Regions from separate parts of the Mus musculus genome. Here region 1 is linked to region 2. A link is a contact called in public promoter capture Hi-C data. All regions are on one chromosome and are shown on one strand. Each heading gives the region's core, a stretch centred on a gene start, on an enhancer-like site or on the middle of the called end of the contact. The rest is flanking DNA. Distances are from core to core; before and after follow the strand shown. Region 1 overlaps Ltbp2 (latent transforming growth factor beta binding protein 2). Region 2 holds the start of Vrtn (vertebrae development associated).

Region 1 (3,531 bases), core at 833-3,332, 220 kb after region 2:
AACAACTAGAGACCTCCCAGCTCTGACCTCGCTAACAACACTCTAAGTCAGTCCACTCTGGCTGAACCTGCTTTCTGGCTTCCTAACCTGGCCGCTTGCCTGAGTGCCACTCGTCCCTCAGAGTCACCTTTCCTGCCCTGGTGACCCATCATTCAGTGACTGCTGCCTCCTCTTTGAACAGACCACTCGTCCAGTGGATGGGTTTTCGTGTTGTGCCTCTCTGTCCCCATTTGTACAGTCGGCCCTTAGGAGTGCGATCAGTTGAGCTCCTAGCATACAAAGCACAGTCACATTATCTTTCTTCAGCCACTCTCCAGTGGGTGCCGATATATTCACAATCTCATTTAATCCTCTCTACATGCTTATCATTCCTATCTCCCCCACATCGCCTCTGAAAGTCAGGGAGATTAAGAGACCCGCCTAAGGTCACCTAGCTAGATAATGGAGCCAGCACTCAAATCTTTGCCCAAATAGCCCATCCTTATGCTTCCTCACCAACTCCCGGCATGACTTGTGCGCCTCTTTCCTACCATCTCTGAGTCCAGTCTTGGATAAGACAACAGGATCCATTGGTTTCAAACTATGCACCAAAGGCGCCATTGGAAACCCAGGCCTGGGAATACTACACATTCCAGGTTGGCCCAGGTTGGCCCTGGTGGATGATGAAGGCTCCAGGCCTGTTTGCCCTTCTAAAGTCACATGGTAAAATTCAAATTATGAGGGAAGATGTGTGCCAGCCAGCTCATGTACCTGCTTTGATAAGTATTCTTAGAGCACTCACAAGGTCTGAGATATGATAGAAATGTTTCTCGTGCACTTGTGCAGAAAGGACACATAGATCCACAGAACAAGCGTGATGTTGGCCAGAGCCTATTACTCAGGCAGGATAGAGTGATAGTTAGGGAAAGTTTCCTGAAGTAAGTGATGCTGACCAGTTGTTCACAGGATGAGATGGTTGGAAATCCTGCCCAGCAAGGCTATTTGAGGGCCAGGCTGCCCAATCAGTGGGTAGTAAGAAGAGTGTCTTAGTTTGGGTTTTATTGCTGTGTAGAGACACCATGACCAAGGTAACTCTTATAAACATAAGCATTTAATTGGGGCTGGCTTACAGTTTCACAAGTTCAGTCCATTATCATCATGGCCGGAAGCTTGGCAGCTGCAGGAGAAGGGTGCTGGAGAAGGAGCTGAGAGTTCTACATCTTGATCCACAGACAGAAAGGAGGAGACTGTCTTCTGCAGTTAGCCAGGAGGAGGCGCTCTTTCTCACTGGGTGGAGCCTGAGTACCAGGAGACCTCAAAGCCCTCCTACACAGTGAAGCACTTCCTCCAACAAGACCAAACCTCCCTCAATAAGGCCACACCTCCTAATAGCGCCACTCCTGATGGCTGAGCACTCAAAGAAATGAATCTATGGGGGTCAAACCTATTCAAACAACAACTGAAGGATTCTGACCACGAGCTAGATCCTAAGGTGAGGGTATCTTCTTTGGTGCCTCAGTGTCCCTTTCTTTCAGGTGCCTGATCCCCACGTAAGCAGATAATTCCAGAGAATTGTAAATCAAACCCTTTCCCAAGCACAAACTGCCAAGCACAAGATTTTGGCCAATGCCTAGCCATCGTCCGTCTGTCCAAATACAACTAGCTACCACATGAGCACCTGCCCAGGCCCACCCCAGCACCATCTCAGCCACAGACACTCTCTGCTAGGGCCAGCTCAGCAGACAAACACTGAGGAAGGCAGACACGCCCTGGGCGCATCTTGAGTCTGGTTTTCGCTTAAGGAATGGAGAAGTCATGTGGACCCACCCCTTCCATCCAGCAGAGACCCAAAGCCTGGTATGCATGAGAGGAGGGTCTTGCAGCTCAACCTCTGACCCCTGCCTCAAAGGTGGCTTTTGATGCTTAGCTTCTACCCTCCCTTCCTGCTCTGCGTCCCAAGGATGACCCACCCTTGGTGTAAACAATAACATCTTTCACTCTCTGGAAATCTGAGACGCCCAGCCTGGCAAGCTAAGCCCCTGCATCTCTTTCCACCACTCAGTTCTGGTTCTGCCTTATTCGCCAAGGCTGTCTTGACAACACCAATGAGGATACAGAGCTAAATGTGAGCAGGCTACTGAGGAAGCCCCACCTGGTGGGGTCCTGACGCTGCTGGAAGGGCTTTTCTCAACCAGGAATTCCATTCTCGTGTAGGTGTTTGATTGGTCCAACGAACAGCTCACGGGGAATGGGAAATCAGAAGGGAAACTGGATACATCATCTCCGCTGTCTGTTACATCATCACAGATGAAAGTCATACGACTTCCAGAGCAGCCAGCTGTGTTGATAGATAAACACCTTCCTGGGAAGATGACCGTTCCCAGCTGGCTGAGGGAGGGTCTGAGCTTCGGACCAGATCTCATCAGCCTGTTTTGTATATATCACCAGACTGCAGTGTCTGGTTTGTTCTGAGCCAATCACATGTATTATGAGACTGGATCATGAACTCCTCTTTTTCTCTTTTACAAAGGCACCCAAAATGATCCACTATGGTGGCCTCAATTGCCTAGCTAAGAGAAGGAAAGTTCTGACAGTTTTTACTGGTTGTGTGTGTGTGTGTGTGTGTGTGTGTGTATGTGTATGCTCTTTTAAATTTTCTTTTGGCACGTATGTGTGTGTTCACATGTGGGTGGGTGCACATGTATGTTCTGGTATGTGCATGTGGAGGCCAGAGGATGACAATGCGTGTTTTCCTTGATCACATTCCACCTTAGAATGAAGCAGGGGTTCTCACCACTAAAACCTAGAGTTCACCATGTGGCTAGGCTACCTCGCCATCATGTTCCAGCTAGCCCACGTGTCTGACGCATGGGATTGCACGCAGGCTGTCAGAGCATCCTGCATTTATGCTGGTGCTGGACACTAAGCTCTGGTCCTCATGTTACACAGCTGGCACTCTATCCTCAAGTCATTGCCCCGGCCTCTAAAATGGTGTCTATAATTAAAGGTGGTAGTATATGGCAATTCTTTTTTAATTCCCCTAATTCCCTCCATTTGGAAAAAATGAAAACCTGGTCATTAACGCAGCTCTTTCATTTCTATTTTTATTTATGTTCAGTGTGAATGTATATGGGATGGTGGGGAAGCAAGTGTGGAGGTCAAAGGACACCTTTCTAGAGTCAGTTCTCTTCGGTCTTTATTGGGCTCTGGAGATCAAACTCGGGTCATCAGGCTTGTGTGGCAAGTGCCTTTACCAGCTGGGCCATCGTGCGGGCCTTTCTGATATTGTACCAATGCATGGAATCTAGTGACACCATGAGAGCTGGGAGCAATGACTGTGTTTAAAGGAGACCGGTGGGAAATAAATGAGCACAGATTTCAAAACGTATCAAAAGCAAAAGGCCAGCTCAGAATCCCTGGCTTGTAGCAGGGGCTTTTTACAAGTAGCAAAAGGTAAAATGCTCAGCACCTAAGGAGAAACAGCTCCAGGCAGGGCTGAGACTGCTGAAGAGAGAAACCCCAACCTTGGTGGACTTGTGCTGCTGCTGCTGC
Region 2 (3,343 bases), core at 807-3,306:
ACTTTACCATTGGAAGTGACCCCCGAATTTGCACTTCTTTCATCTTGGGACCAGAGCCCTGGGGGTAGGCGATTTCCTGGGGGGAGTGGCTTAAACCACTTCCCCCACCAGCCAGTTGGCTGTAGACCATCCATGCTCAATGGTTCACTACAGATATGAGACTGGTTTGGCCGTGAGAGTGGAGATCAGCAAGGGACGCTCTCCGGGAAGACCTCTCCCGGTAGGGTGCCTTAAATGACCCAGGCTGGAAGGTGGAGAGAAGAGTGAATGCCCCCCAGGGCTCTGGACCACCCTCGAGGTCAGTAAAGTAGAATATTTTCTCAAAACTAGAAGGGGTCGGTGCTTCATTCAGCTTGATGCTCTAGTCACCTAGGGGTTGACTTCAGGATCCTAAGGGATTAGTTAGGTCTAAGATGCTACGGAAGTGTAGGGACAGGGACGCCAGGCATTGTCTTAGGTTCTCCCTACCCCCACACCTCCAGCCCTTTCCCCACCCCCACCGACTATCCTGTCTTCCCTCCCCACCCGGCAAGCACAATGGTATAGCCTCAAGCTCCTCCCCAGACCACAAAGATCTTCTCAGGTTAGGTCCCTGACTTCTGCAGCTCCAGGTGGGCCAGCTCTCTACCACCCACCGTCTCCTGGCACCCCCCAAGGGTGACTGGTAGCCCTCACTCTTTTCCGTCCCTTTCAGAGACATAGGGTCCAGTCAAGCGACTGAACTTGGGGTAACCCCGGAGGAGGCTCTTAGTTTGATGGCCTCAGGTGCACCCGTTAGCGCTCACTTGGTTGTGGGAGTTTTGTTGGGAAGTTAGCATCTAAAGACCTGCCAGTGATTCTCTACAGTGTCCTCCTATGCCTAGTTGGGTCTCCAGGACACAGGGGAGGGAACCAAGATGGCTGGCAGTCCCTTGGTCATGCAGCCTGGGCAGCCAAGCCGGTGTGCCCCGGTGATTGGAGCGAGGCTGGCTGAAGAGTTAGCTGGCTGTCCAGGTTGGTTGTGGTAGATCAAACTCTACTGCCTTATTGAGCCTTAACCACGTGGCCCACATACTTGTGGGTGCAGTAGATTACAGAGACTGCAATGTGCTTTGAGAGGGACAGGGAGAGTGGGGGAGGTCTCCAGAGAGCACTGGATTCCAGTCGGGTTCCTTGGAGCCCAGGTTACAATTGGTAGGGAATGAATTTGTTCTACAGGCAGGCCCTCCAGCCTTTCCCTTCCGGGTCCCATACAGAGCCCTGATTTACCCCTCCTAAAATACGGGGGCTGGAGGCTGGAACCCGGCTCTGAAGCTCCATCTATTTGCAAATGGGGAGCTCATGCGACAGGGAAGCTAGCCCGAGTAAAGGTGAGAGTGCTTTTCCCATCCACGTATCCTATGAGAGTCCGGAGTCCTTTCCAGGCGCTAACACGTTTAGAAACTGATGCCCCGGCTTTGCTCCCTCCCCTCCAACTTGAAGTTTGTATCGCGGGGGTAGGGGGGCGAGGGAGGGTGCGCCTCATTGGTTTAGTACTTTTACAGACCCTTTCCAGCAGCTATGTGGGGGGTTCGGGGAGGCCAGCCATACACTGGACTCATTCCTTCTTCGGTGCACCTGGGAGTAGCTACTCTGGCCCTGAGTGCCTTTCATGAAGGGCACCTTTAACCAAAGCGCCGCAGCTGAACTCCATCACCGATTATCTACTTAAGGGCTTCCTCCTGCAGCCGCCTGCCTTTTCCACACTGGCTGCCTTCGAGTGGTCCAGCCTGGCTGAGGGATGGTGCGAGTTTAGGTTTTCTTTTGAAGCTACTTTTTAATTTTATTTTAGAAACAGCCTCTTCCTATATAGCGTAGGCTGGACTTGAACTCGATAGCCTCGCAAGCGCTGAGATAGCAGGCTGCTCTCGGCGAGCGTTTTGAGGAGGCCAGAAGTGGGGTTTTTACCTACTAACATCTCCTTTTGGGGGGAAAGAAAGGAGGAAAGAAATAGGGTGGAGTTGGATGTGACTAGGCCAGGGAAGATGAGGTAGGACAGTAGGCCCGGGTAGGGTGGGGAGGGGCTAAGGTCTGTGTGCTGGAAGTGTGTTGCATCCGACGCTGTGTTGGACACTGGAGGAATTCAGGCAAGTCAGCTTTATTCTCTCTACCTCCGTTTCCTTGTCTACAAAGTGACTAGGTGTATCTCAAAATGTCAGATTCTCTGGATCATTTAAACAAACGCCTCGGAGGACTGCAGTGGTTCGGCGCCTAAGGTTTGGCAGCTTTTAATAGCTGTGCTTTCTTAACTCCTGCTGAGCCGCCTCCTTCTCCAGGTGTGAGCCAGGAATATTGATCCGGGTAGGTGTGACAGAGCTGCGGAGGGAAGGTGAGACCCGCAGAGTAATAAAATTACCTCAGAGAAAACCTGAAATCAAATGTCCACCCCCACAAAAGCCCACTTGTGATCACGGGGGCGGGGGGGGGGCGGGCGAGGGGGGACGCTGCACTTCTGAGCAGGCACTCAGGAGTGGAGGCAGGAAGAGTCACGCGCACAGTTTAAATTGTTCTTTCTGAGACTTTGGTTAAATGGGTTAGTGCAGAGTCGGTAAGTGGCAGCTATTTTCCTAATTTTGTTTGCAAAGTATCTCAAAATGCTCGTCTGCGTGCAGCTGTGTAACACCACTTAAGAAAGTGACATCATGGAAGGAAACAGAAGGAATATTATCCCCTTTCTTGGAATATATGTGACAGCGAGGAACTCTTTGTCTTTAGAGCTTGGTTTTGGGGGTTCAGTTTTGGTTTTTGGCTTTTTGAGTCCGGGGTTTCTCTGTGTAGCCCTGGCTGGCTTGGAACTCAAATTCTCCTGCCTCGACTGGGATTAAAGGCATACATGTGCCGCCACCACTGTGCTGTATTTTTTTTTCCCTTAGTATGTACACACTTTGAAGATCTTTAGAGCTTAGAATGTTACCCAAGGATGCTTCTGATTATCACTATTGGAAAGGCTCTATGTTCTTGCTGTCAGGTAAAATTCTGGCGGTTCCTTCAGCGCTTTAAAATTCTTTTCCTCCTCACCTTGACCCAACCACAATTCACATTCGAGTGCATTTCTTTTAAGCATACAGCTTGTTAAACTTAAGCACTTATATGAAAACTCATTTTTAAAATGGGGGGCAAATTAAAACAATGTGTTAAGCTCTGAGGACCAGGTCTGAGAAGCCAAAGAAGAAAATATTCTCTTTTCTAATTTCAAAAGCTCTTCTCAAAGGAGTGCCTCTGCTTGGCAGTTACTGGAGTTAGGCAGATTGGCCTGTGTTGGAGGGGAGGCTGGCTAGCTAGCTCATTTGTGATACCTTGAACAAATTAGGGTGCTGCCAAATGC

Evidence for each region. Promoter capture Hi-C pulls out the DNA fragments that hold promoters and counts their contacts.
Region 1: a promoter capture Hi-C map of embryonic stem cells shows a contact between it and region 2, with 2.5 times the contacts expected there. The contact joins the enhancer-like site here to the promoter of Vrtn in region 2. A contact is called at or near these places in 2 of 39 promoter capture datasets (the C10 cell line and embryonic stem cells), 4 of 484 Hi-C or Micro-C datasets (bone marrow-derived macrophages, brown adipocytes, cerebral cortex and 1 more), 2 of 115 datasets of contacts at active chromatin or transcription factors (both in embryonic stem cells) and 2 of 9 other capture datasets (adipose tissue and embryonic stem cells).

The regions. Positions count from the first base shown.
Region 1 is chr12:84,856,634-84,860,164 of GRCm38.p6, forward strand. All of the region lies in intron 2 of Ltbp2 (latent transforming growth factor beta binding protein 2), which reads right to left. Among named protein-coding and RNA genes, the nearest start is that of D030025P21Rik, 17 kb to the right of the region's middle. Within about 2 kb of position 2,083, at least 23 of the 459 cell types and tissues checked have an H3K27ac peak or open chromatin away from gene starts, as enhancers often do. A contact at or near this core is called in embryonic stem cells, where this site is marked.
Region 2 is chr12:84,640,840-84,644,182 of GRCm38.p6, forward strand. It overlaps Vrtn (vertebrae development associated), which reads left to right and starts at 2,057. Exons shown (of 2, transcript NM_001033776.2): 1 at 2,057-2,105.